Linked DNA regions of Sus scrofa: region 1 is linked to region 2. The links are chromatin contacts, called in public HiChIP or PLAC-seq maps. All regions are on one chromosome and are shown on one strand. The core of a region is the stretch at or near the end of the contact, and the rest is flanking DNA. Distances in the headings are between cores, read along the strand shown.

Evidence for each region. HiChIP or PLAC-seq counts read pairs in DNA pulled down with a chosen protein or histone mark.
Region 1: an H3K27ac HiChIP or PLAC-seq map of alveolar macrophages shows a contact between it and region 2. The contact joins two enhancer-like sites. A contact is called at or near these places in 1 of 47 Hi-C or Micro-C datasets (embryonic fibroblasts) and 2 of 2 datasets of contacts at active chromatin or transcription factors (alveolar macrophages and skeletal muscle).

The regions. Positions count from the first base shown.
Region 1 is chr9:44,443,408-44,448,582 of Sscrofa11.1, forward strand. The region is part of intron 1 of SIK3 (serine/threonine-protein kinase SIK3); the gene reads right to left. Among named protein-coding and RNA genes, the nearest start is that of SIK3, 26 kb to the right of the region's middle. Within about 2 kb of position 1,499, at least 10 of the 83 cell types and tissues checked have an H3K27ac peak or open chromatin away from gene starts, as enhancers often do. A contact at or near this core is called in alveolar macrophages, where this site is marked.
Region 2 is chr9:44,300,914-44,305,958 of Sscrofa11.1, forward strand. The region is part of intron 4 of SIK3 (serine/threonine-protein kinase SIK3); the gene reads right to left. Among named protein-coding and RNA genes, the nearest start is that of APOA1, 85 kb to the left of the region's middle. Within about 2 kb of position 3,593, at least 8 of the 83 cell types and tissues checked have an H3K27ac peak or open chromatin away from gene starts, as enhancers often do. A contact at or near this core is called in alveolar macrophages, where this site is marked.

The DNA.
Region 1 (5,175 bases), core at 249-2,748, 140 kb after region 2:
GGACCACTTCTTCCTCTCCCCAGCAGACCCCAGACACTGCATTATGTCATCTATATTTCTTCAGTATATACTTCCAAAAGGTAAGTACTTTTTCTTTTGACCATGACAATATTATTACTCCACCTAAAAAGATAATAATAATTCCTTAACATCAAATATCTAGTCAATATTTAAATCTATCGTCTTATAATAATCTTTCATCAATCAGTTTGTCCAAGTCAAGACCTCAGATTGCTGCGGGAGGAAAAATGGGTTTTTTTTCTCCTGCTCCATGATCTTCTGCTCTCAATTTCATACACTAACTCCTTAATTTTTGGTGCAAGCAAAAGAGCATTTCCTTTTTCCAATACCCACTACTCTCCTTTTTAATAAAGAAAACATCCCTTCTCAGTCCCCACACTGCAGTCTGCCATTACCTCAGAGCTTTTAGCACATTCAGAAAAACATTTAATCCAGTGACACAGCCTCCTTCCTTCACAGTTAGGTTCCCACATTTCATTTACAACTCAAAAGAGTTTTCAACTGTAACATCGTGTAAGTGTAAATAATGAATGCCCCATTAAATGATTGTTTTTCCATTTCTATGAATCTCTCTGAGGAGCTCACTTTTAAAAGTGAAGTTATTACATTGTCAGCTTCCATTTTAAGTGAGTTACTCTTTTTTTTTTTTTTTGGTCTTTTTGCCATTTTCTTGGGCCGCTCTTGCAGCATATGGAGGTTGCCAGGCTAGGGGTTGAATCGGAGCTGTAGCCACCGGCCTTCGCCAGAGCAACAGGGGATCCGAGCCTCATCTGCAACCTACACCACAGCTCACAGCAACACCGGATCATTAACCCACTGAGCAAGGGCAGGGATCAAACCCGCAACCTCATGGTTCCTAGTCGGATTCATTAACCACTGAGCCACGACGGGAACTCCAAGTGAGTTACTCTTAACACTTCGTGAACTAAGGCATAGTTGGTAGGGCATTTAATCCCAAAAGATTACAGGCATAGTGCTAAAAGATTAGGTTAGCTCTTTTCCTTAACCATGAAATTTATCCCTCACTACTCACAAGGGGAACCAGATAAGAAGCTATATAATAATCAGTTCAAAAACAAACCCTTCACTAGAAAATATTATAACGGCAAGCAGTGCATCAGTGGGGTTATTTTCCTTCATTGTGAACACAGATTAACAGAAGCAGATAGCAAGCGTTAGGCAAACAACTGGGAGAGGAAAAAAAAAAAAAGAAAGAAAGCATAATCTTTACAACTACTTCTAAACCCCAAGAGCTTGTAGTCTGGACTTTCAGCAGGGTAGGATGAATCAAAACCCTTTTATTACCCACTTGCTTGGACTCAGCATTGTGAAAGACAAAAAAACGTGGCAGTCTCTGCCTGGACAGCACTTACACTGTGGAAAAAACAAGATTAAGATATGTCAATCAGCACTACTCAAGTAAGGGACAGGTCAGCAAAGGCTAAAGAAGTCAGAGAGAACCATGCAAAGGTCAGAAGAAGAGCTGAACCTTGAAGGCAGAACAGAAACCAGGAACATGAGGATGCACTGTAAGCTCATGAGAGTAGAGACCATGTTTTCCTTCACCGCTCCATCCCCATGCCTGGCACAGAGCCTCGAACACAGCAGACACTCAACTATTTGTGGATGAACAGAAGGACAAATAATAGAAGGAAGGAAAAAAGGTAGAGGGGAAAAAGAAAAGAAAGGAGGGGGTAAAAAGAGTAGAATCGGATAAGAGTTTTTTTTTTTTTTTTAATACAAGATTAAACATGGCAATTTCATGAGATAGTAAGGAAATACAGAATGGTGATAAATTAGGTAAAATGAACCCAACCCATTCGTGGTTTTAAGTCAGCCAATAAGATATAAAACTGATCCATATTATGAATGAATATGTCCATAAAATGAATATGTCCAGAAAGTACATTTGGTTATGTTTCCACTTTTTAAAAACACTAACTGAAAGTATTTTAGGAAATGGCCATTCATCTTTGTGTATTGTTGGGCATAACCTAGAAAGTGTGCTAATACTTCCCTAGAGAAGAACTAATACTACCAGCTGATAGAGATGAGTAATTTTTTTTCCTGAGTATTTTTACTATCTGAAAATGTGACTAGGTTATCACTAAGGTCAGTCTCTTTGGTAGTTGTGTAATCAAATGCCTGAGACTCACCACAATTAAAGCGAGAGATGGCTGAGTGCAACCTAACACAAAAGCCACTGACTAATGCTGAATCACAGCTTCCAAGTGATTATTTCACCATAATGTCAACCTCCCATATTAACACTCCCTACAATGGTCCTTGGAAGTACATCAAAAGTATTCTCCAATAAGTATTCTCCAATACTCTGCAGGATAATGCTAAAGGATCAAGGCAATAAAATCTAGCAGGTTCTTCTGCCTATAAGCCAGAATTTATTAACCCAAGGAGATCCTTACCTCCTCAAACTTCACAATGGCAGAATTCATGATTTGGTATACACTCAGTGTATATGAATTCCCCAGACAGTTCCCCCAAAAAATGTTCCAGGTCCTGGCTCCCACTAGCTACGGTCTTCAGTGGCAGCTATATAATCTCTAAATAGAAAGACTTGAGGAACTGCAATCTAAAAAGGGAAGAGGACAGTGGAGAATTTATCATGAAGCTACATATGCATGGCAAGTGCACTGCTTTAACTGAAATTATATGAGTTTGGCCAGTTGTTAGCCTCTCCAGTGGTCATTTTCCTTAGCATTCTTTCTACTCTTCCAGCCCAAATCATGCAAAACAGGCAAGTTGTCCAGTTATATGTTCACACTGTTATAATCAATTCTATAGTGATAGAATTCTGGTTATTTACAATTTCGCTATTTAATCTGGGTGCTAACATCTGGTGTAATGGAACAAACAAGAGCCTTGTTCTTATAAATCTCAGCTCTACCACTTAAACAATATGTGACCTTGAACAAGTTATCTAACTGAACTTCAGTTTCCTCCATGGAAACTAGGTATAACAACAGTTTGTTTGCAAAGATGCTGAGAAGGTAGCATCAGTTATATGTAAGACACATCTAGAACACAGTAGGCATTTAGCATATGATAATTATGGTGGAAGGCTGGTGACCAGCCCTAAGCTCACATTTCCAAATAATACTTTTTCTTTTAATTTTTTTTTTTTTTTTGTCTTTTTGTCTTTTCTAGGGCCACACCCACAGCATATGGAGGTTCCCAGGCTAGGGGTCTAATCTGAGCTGTAGCCACCAGCCTATGCCAGAGCCACAGCAACTCGGGATCCAAGCCGCATCTGCAACCTACACCACAGTTCACGGCAATGCCAAATCCTTAACCCTCTGAGCAAGGCCAGGGAGCGAACCCACAACCCCATAGTTCCTAATTGGATTTGTTAACCACTTCACCACAACAGGAACTCCTCCAAATAGTATTGACTATGCAACGAAAGTATCTATCAGCCTTACTCTAACTAGTCCAGTTGTGAGATGACTTACCTACCCTTTTATAATCTCATCTGCCCCTCCCCCCCACAAAAGGAGTTCCCTATCATGGCTCAGTGGTAACAAACCCAACTAGTATCCATGAGGACGTAGGTTCGATCCCTGGCCTCACTCAATGGGTTAAGGATCAGGTGTTGCCATGAGCTGTGGTGTAGGTCACAGCTGTGGCTGTGGTATAGGCCAGCAGCTGCAGCTCCAATTCAACCCCTATCCTGGAAACTTCCCATCTGCCGCAGGGGCAGTCCTAAAAAGACAAAAAAAAAAAAAAAAAAAAAAAACCTCATCTGGTCTCTAGATCCTCTAGAAAATTCTGTCTTCTCTATTGCCTATTTCTGTTTCATAACCTCAGACTAAATGCATTTTCTTAACAGACTTTGAATGCCCGGTTTTGCCCCCAGTCTATTCTAGGGAACTCTGAAAGTCTCTGGTTTCTTAAGAACTATCAGCGTTTGGTTTGCCATTACTCCAAGAGGCAGTCAACCCATCATGTTCTGCCAATGTCTAAATACTTTTGTGTCTATGTCACAAGCTGACTGCTAGCTCTTATCTCCCCCGGCAAATAGGACCCTGATTTCCTGAATGACAGGTACATCCCTCTCTCACAAGCCTGCCTCACCTCATTTATTTCGTCTTATTCTCCCACCACCCCTTCCCTACATCCCCACAACAGAATCTCTATTTTGGGAAAGTGGAAAGATACTCAAATCCGAGTTAAAAGACCCTGTTCTACCTCTACCTCTCTCACTCAAATTTGTTCATTTGTGCAAAACGCTGTGCTTACCTCCCAAGATTGCAGTAAGGCTCAAATAAGACATTTGTGAAGATGCTATATGAATCTAAGATAGTCTTAAGTCTATTATGACTTAAGATTGCTTTTTTTTGGGGGGGTGTCCTTTTAGTCTTTTCCAGGGCCGAACCCATGGCATATGGAAGTTCCCAGGCTAGGGGTCTAATCAGAGCTGTAGCTGCCAACCTACACCAGAGCCACAGCAACTTGGGACCTAAGCTGCATCTGCGACCTACACCACGGCTCACGGTAATGCCGGATCCTTAACCCACTGAGCGAGGCCAGGAATCAAACCCGCAACCTCATGGTTCCTAGTCAAATTCGTTAACCATTAAGCCATGACGGGAACTCCAAGATTGCTTTTGACTACAAAGCCCTAACATATTTTTTAAATGCTCTAGTATTATTTATATTAGCAAAGGATTGGAAATAACTCAAACAGCCATCCATTAGGGGGCTAAGTAAAAAAATATATGATACGTCCTCTCATGGGAATACACCACAGCACTTTTTTTTTTAAGTAGAAAGCTCCTTATATAGCTACATGTAATAATCCTCAAGACATAATTATAAGAAAAGATGCAGATCAGGGAGTATAATTTACTATAAATTGTTTTAAAGGAGGAGGTACAGTATAGAGATAGATATATACTTGTAAACACATAAAACATCACAGGATACATAAGACAATGATAATATAGACTGCCTGCAGGAAGAGGATCTGGACAGTCATGGGGTATGTGCGGGCAGGAAACTTTTCTCTGTATTTCACTCTTTTGCGGCTTTAAAACCTTTGAACTCCTAGCCCCCAGATGGGGTAGGAAAATCATGTCTTTATACAACTATAAACCTGAGAAATAAAATGAAGCATTAGTGAGGATGACAGCATAT
Region 2 (5,045 bases), core at 2,343-4,842:
AACCTCCATGCTGCAGAGTGACCCTAAAAAGCAATAAATGAATAAATAAAGGGGGAAAAAAAGTAGTTTCAGTCATACCACCCAATTGTTTGGGGACTATCTTAATCACCCACAGGACCAGTCAGGTATATATCTCTTCTTCATCATCACAAAGAGGAAGTTTGAGATAAAACATATGCTCTAGAAACGACTGCCAAGATAAAGATCTTAGAACAAGAAATAAGGGAGGGGGGTCTGAAGAAGGGGAGCTAAAGGACAATTCATCCACATAGTAGATTTTTTAATAAATCAAACTACATTCTGACCACAAACTACATTCTGTACACTGGAGACCAAATACTACAGTAATTTTACAACCATGTTATAAGTAGATTGTTTTAATCAGTAAAAACACCCCTCTCAAAGGAGCTGCTAAAATTGTTAGTTATCAATAACCACACACAAGATCTTTGAAGTATCGCCCTCAGAAACAATCATTATTACAGCCAAGATGACCAATTTAATTGACAAAAAGAGAGAAAAGAGTAAGTCTTTAGCTTAGATGTTAGAAGGACTGAGCCAGAGCTTTCTACAGGAGTTTAGAAGTGGGGAAAAATGAGCTCACACTCTAGTACGTTTAGGCTTCTGGTGAGATCTGTCAAATGCACTTTAAACAACACGAAGTCCCTAACTAGGGACAGCGAGTGAATACAAGCTGTTAAGAACTGGACATCCGTCAGATGTGGACACCATGCTTCATTTTTAACAGGCCATTCTCTAACAGTGCCTGCTCCTTTGACCCACTATTTCTCTTAACCCAAAGCCTAATTATTCTAATAATATGTTTTAGCTGCTAAACTTTGTCTAATTAAAGAGCTTTAAAGAGACAGCTTTTCTTGAGAAACATAAAAATAAACCCTTATGAAGGTTTACCATCAGAAGCTCATTTGGCCAAACCACCCATTAATTAAAATGCCCAAGAGACATTCATCTGGCAGTAAATACTAATTACCAGAACACATCAAAGAGTTTCTTAAATACAACAGAATGATTAATTTAACGATTTCTAAAATAAGTGATTTTCTTTTATTTAAAAAACCCTTTATATTTTCTAAGTACTTTGTTTTCTTAAAATGATTGGAAAGTTCTCAAAAAATGTTACATAGGCCAGGAGCTGGTGGAATACAGCCTAGTTCTATTTTATCTCTTCAATGGCACACCGGTTGTCCTTGGACCAATCATTTACACTGCCAATATCTCCACCTCTTGATCTGCTAAATAGAAATAAATTCTGTTACACACTATGGCCAAAGAAAGAATGGCACATTTGGGAATAAACTCATACTCTGAATTAAGAGTTATCATACATGATATAACTTTAACTTTCAAGGACATTTGAAAAGCTTTTTTTTGTTGTTTTAAAAAAAAAAGCTATGATACTATGCAAATACTATTTCAGTGTTTGATTAATAGATTGTTAAGGATCTTTGCTCAAGATTTCCTAGATTTGCTTGAAAATATTATTATACACCAGTTGTCTCTGCTATATAAGTCTGGTTAAAAGGTATCTGAAATAGTATAGTGGATACAAGAGCTTAAACTATACAATACTTTCCCTAAAGATACCTACAGTATCTCCATAGCTATGAATATAAAGAAGATAGACAATTCATTTTTCTTAAAAAATTGTTGGCTGCAAACATCAGATGACTTTCCTAGCCATGTGTCTGACGTTCAGGTTTTCTCATCTTTGCGAGTGTTGTGCTTTCCTCATATATAGGACCTTCATACTAGCTCACTGTCATTCAGACTTTAGCCTCTGCTTTTATTTTTGCCCATCTTATTACCTCCAATCCCATTAGTTTGCTTTCAGTGTAAACCTACAGGGTCTAGTGGGTGTGCCAGGAAGCCAGCAGCTTACAGTGGTTTTTGGTCCCTGCTGAAATTGCCTTTCAGCTGCCTGCTGACAAATGGCTGCTTTATGTTCATGTGTGCTCCATAAGGCGGGCAGCAAAAATTCTTCAAGCTCAAATATGTTTAACTTTCAACGAAGAAACCCAGAGCAGCAGCCCAGCCTGAACTTCACACAAAGTCACAGCATTAGAATAAACAGTGGGTTGATTTCAGAAGGCAAATGAAATAAATAGCTCCAGAACCACTCAATATTCAAAGTAAAATATATGCTGAAACTTGTCAGGATAAAGCCCAGTTGCAAGGAACTCTAAAGAGTCCTGCTTCTTCCGGGACAGTTCAGTGAGCTTGTTCTCCTAACTACTGGGCGAGGTGCCCTCCACATCTCCAAACCCAAAGATCCCAATCTATAGCCACCACCCTGGCTTCCGAGATTCCTGCCCCGACCCCACCCCTAGACTGTCTAGACAATCTTCAACCCATCACAGTCAATCTCCTCTCACCACCAATTAACTACTTAGCTATTTAGCTGTCACTCTACCTCTGGGGCAAATCTGGTTTTCCCCTATCACGACTTTAATCATTTCAACCCAGTCTAGGATGAGGTGACTCTCAATTAAAAGGTGAAAATGGTTCTCCTGTTTTCAAGCTCTTATCAAGAGTAAGGAGTCTTGGAGTCTTGGAGTTCCTGTCAGGGCGCAGCACAAAAATCCGACCTGAAACCATGAGGGGTTCTATTCCTGGCCTGGCTCAGGCTCACTGGGTTGGGGATCTGGTGTTGCCGTGAGCTGTGGTATAGGTCGAAGACATGGCTCGGATCCTGCATTGCTATGGCTGTGGTTGTGGTGTAGGCCGCAGCTGTAGCTCTGATTCAACCCCTAGCCTGAGAACCTCCATATGCCTCAGGTTCGGCCTTAAAAGGCAAAAAAAAAAAAAAAAAAAAAAAAAAAAAGAGTAAGGATTCTTAAGTTCTCTTTCTCACTTTTCAATCGCCATAAATCACTTGGCACTGGATTTCTAAATCTTTTTTTTATCCACTCTTCCTCACAAAATAAAAAGTATTGACACTAAGGGATTTATACACCTCATAAGGAGTATGTCATTAGAGTGGAGGGCATGAATTCTGAAGTTTCACACGTATCAGAGCATCGACATTTATAAAGTTAGCTTCAGAATTCACTGTTTGTAATTTCGTCTCAATCTGACTCAAAAAGAAATATCTTGTGGTACATTTAGATGCTAACCTTTCAAAGAGCAAAAATACACATAAGGCAGTCTTAACTTCCCTAGACCAGCTTCACTGGTGTGTCAGAGGCATGCCACTAATGGGGTAGTGGTGGGGAGCCAACATTTCTTAAAATAAGTCACTTTTCCACTATAAACAGACAGTGCCTCCATTTGTCTGCTAAGTCTACGACTCATAACTGATCCAAAACACTAGCTGAAAATGAACATACCCTGACAGCGGGTCAAGCAACAGGGCAGAAACTTTTCATTTTTCATGATGAAGAGAGAACCCAGGCTAGAATGGGGAAAAGGCAGCTTGTGTGCTAAGCTTAGGTGGCTACCTGAAAACATTTCTGCCAATTCCAAGCTAACCACCGCTAGCAGTTCTTTGCTTTGCCACTCAATTCTATCATTTCTTCTTTCTACACCCATGGAAACGACTTCCTGTTTATCAAACAAATGCTTCTTTCCAAAAAAGCCAGGGTGAGGCCAAGATAACTCAGCTGCCTGGGAACAGGTTAACAAGAGTGCACTCACTTTAACATCACACTGCCCCTAACTTTCAGGGGCCCCAAGCTGCCAGTGACCAGAGGAAGAGGGCTTTTTATTTTGTTATTCTTGCCAACTACCTCATACCAGGCTTCTTTATTTGTTGCTGCTTCTTATTACAATTGCTTTCCTTTATCCTTCCTGTGGTCCAGGCCAAAAACCTTGCTGTCATTTTTCATTCACTTTCCCCAACACCTCAAATCCGAGCCAGCAGCAGATTTTATAAACTCTGCTGCTAAAATATATCCAGAATTCAACCATTCCTCACACATCTTCCCATCCCACTCTAGTGCCACCAACCTAGCCCAATGGCCATTCTCTCCGTCCTGGATCATTGCAGTACCCTCAGATTATTACTCCTTACCAGCCTCATAGATTCTGCCCTTGGCCCACTGCGATCTACTCTCAAGATGACAGCCAGAGTAATTATTCTTTTTCGTTTTACTTTTTATTTTGAAATAATTACAAATTCACAGAAAGTTGCAAAGATAGTACAGAGAGACCCCATGTACCATTCATCCAGTTCCCCCCAGTGGTTAAATCTGACATAATTACAGAATATCAAAACCCAGAGTTTGACACAGGTTGTGTGTGTGTGTGTGTGTGTGTGTGTGTGTGTGTGTGTGTACTCTTCTTTTTATCACATGTGTAGATCTGTGGACCTACCACTATTTGGAGTTACTACTGAGTATTCTTGCAGGCATAAAAACAAAACACACACACTATATGTGTTTCCGTCTAACCCAAAAATTACTTTTTCCTTCAGAGTTGTGAGAAAACACAATTCTTTGCAAAGCACAGTCACAAGACATGCTTTAGTTCTAAAGGTTTTTTGTTTTTTGCTTTTGTCTTTCTGTCTTTTCTAGGGTCTCACCCACAGCATATGGAGATTCCCACGCTAGAGGTCTAGTCGGAAGTGTAGCTGCCAGCCACAGCCACAGCCACAGCAACATGGCTGTAACCTCCAACACAGCTCATGGCAACGCCGGATCCTTAACCCACTGAGCAAGGCCAGGGATCGAACCCGCAACTTCATGGTTCCTAGTCAGATTTGTTAACCACTGAGCCACAAGACGAACTCCAGTTCTAAAAGCTTTAAACTAGAACTATTTCTATTCCATTGCCTCTTTACTACATACAAGAGTACTTTATGGAGTTCCCTTGTGGTGCAGCAGGTTAAGGATCTGGCATTGTCGCTGCAGCAGCTCAGGTCACTGCTGTGGTGTAGCTTTGATCCAGGGCCTGGGAATTTCCACGTGCTCTAGGTGCCTGGTGGGGGGAGGGGGGGAGAGTGCTTTGCATGTGATGGATACTTAATAATTACAGATTAATTCAAGGAATATCAATTGGAAGAAAACTATAAACTTTTATAAAAAACA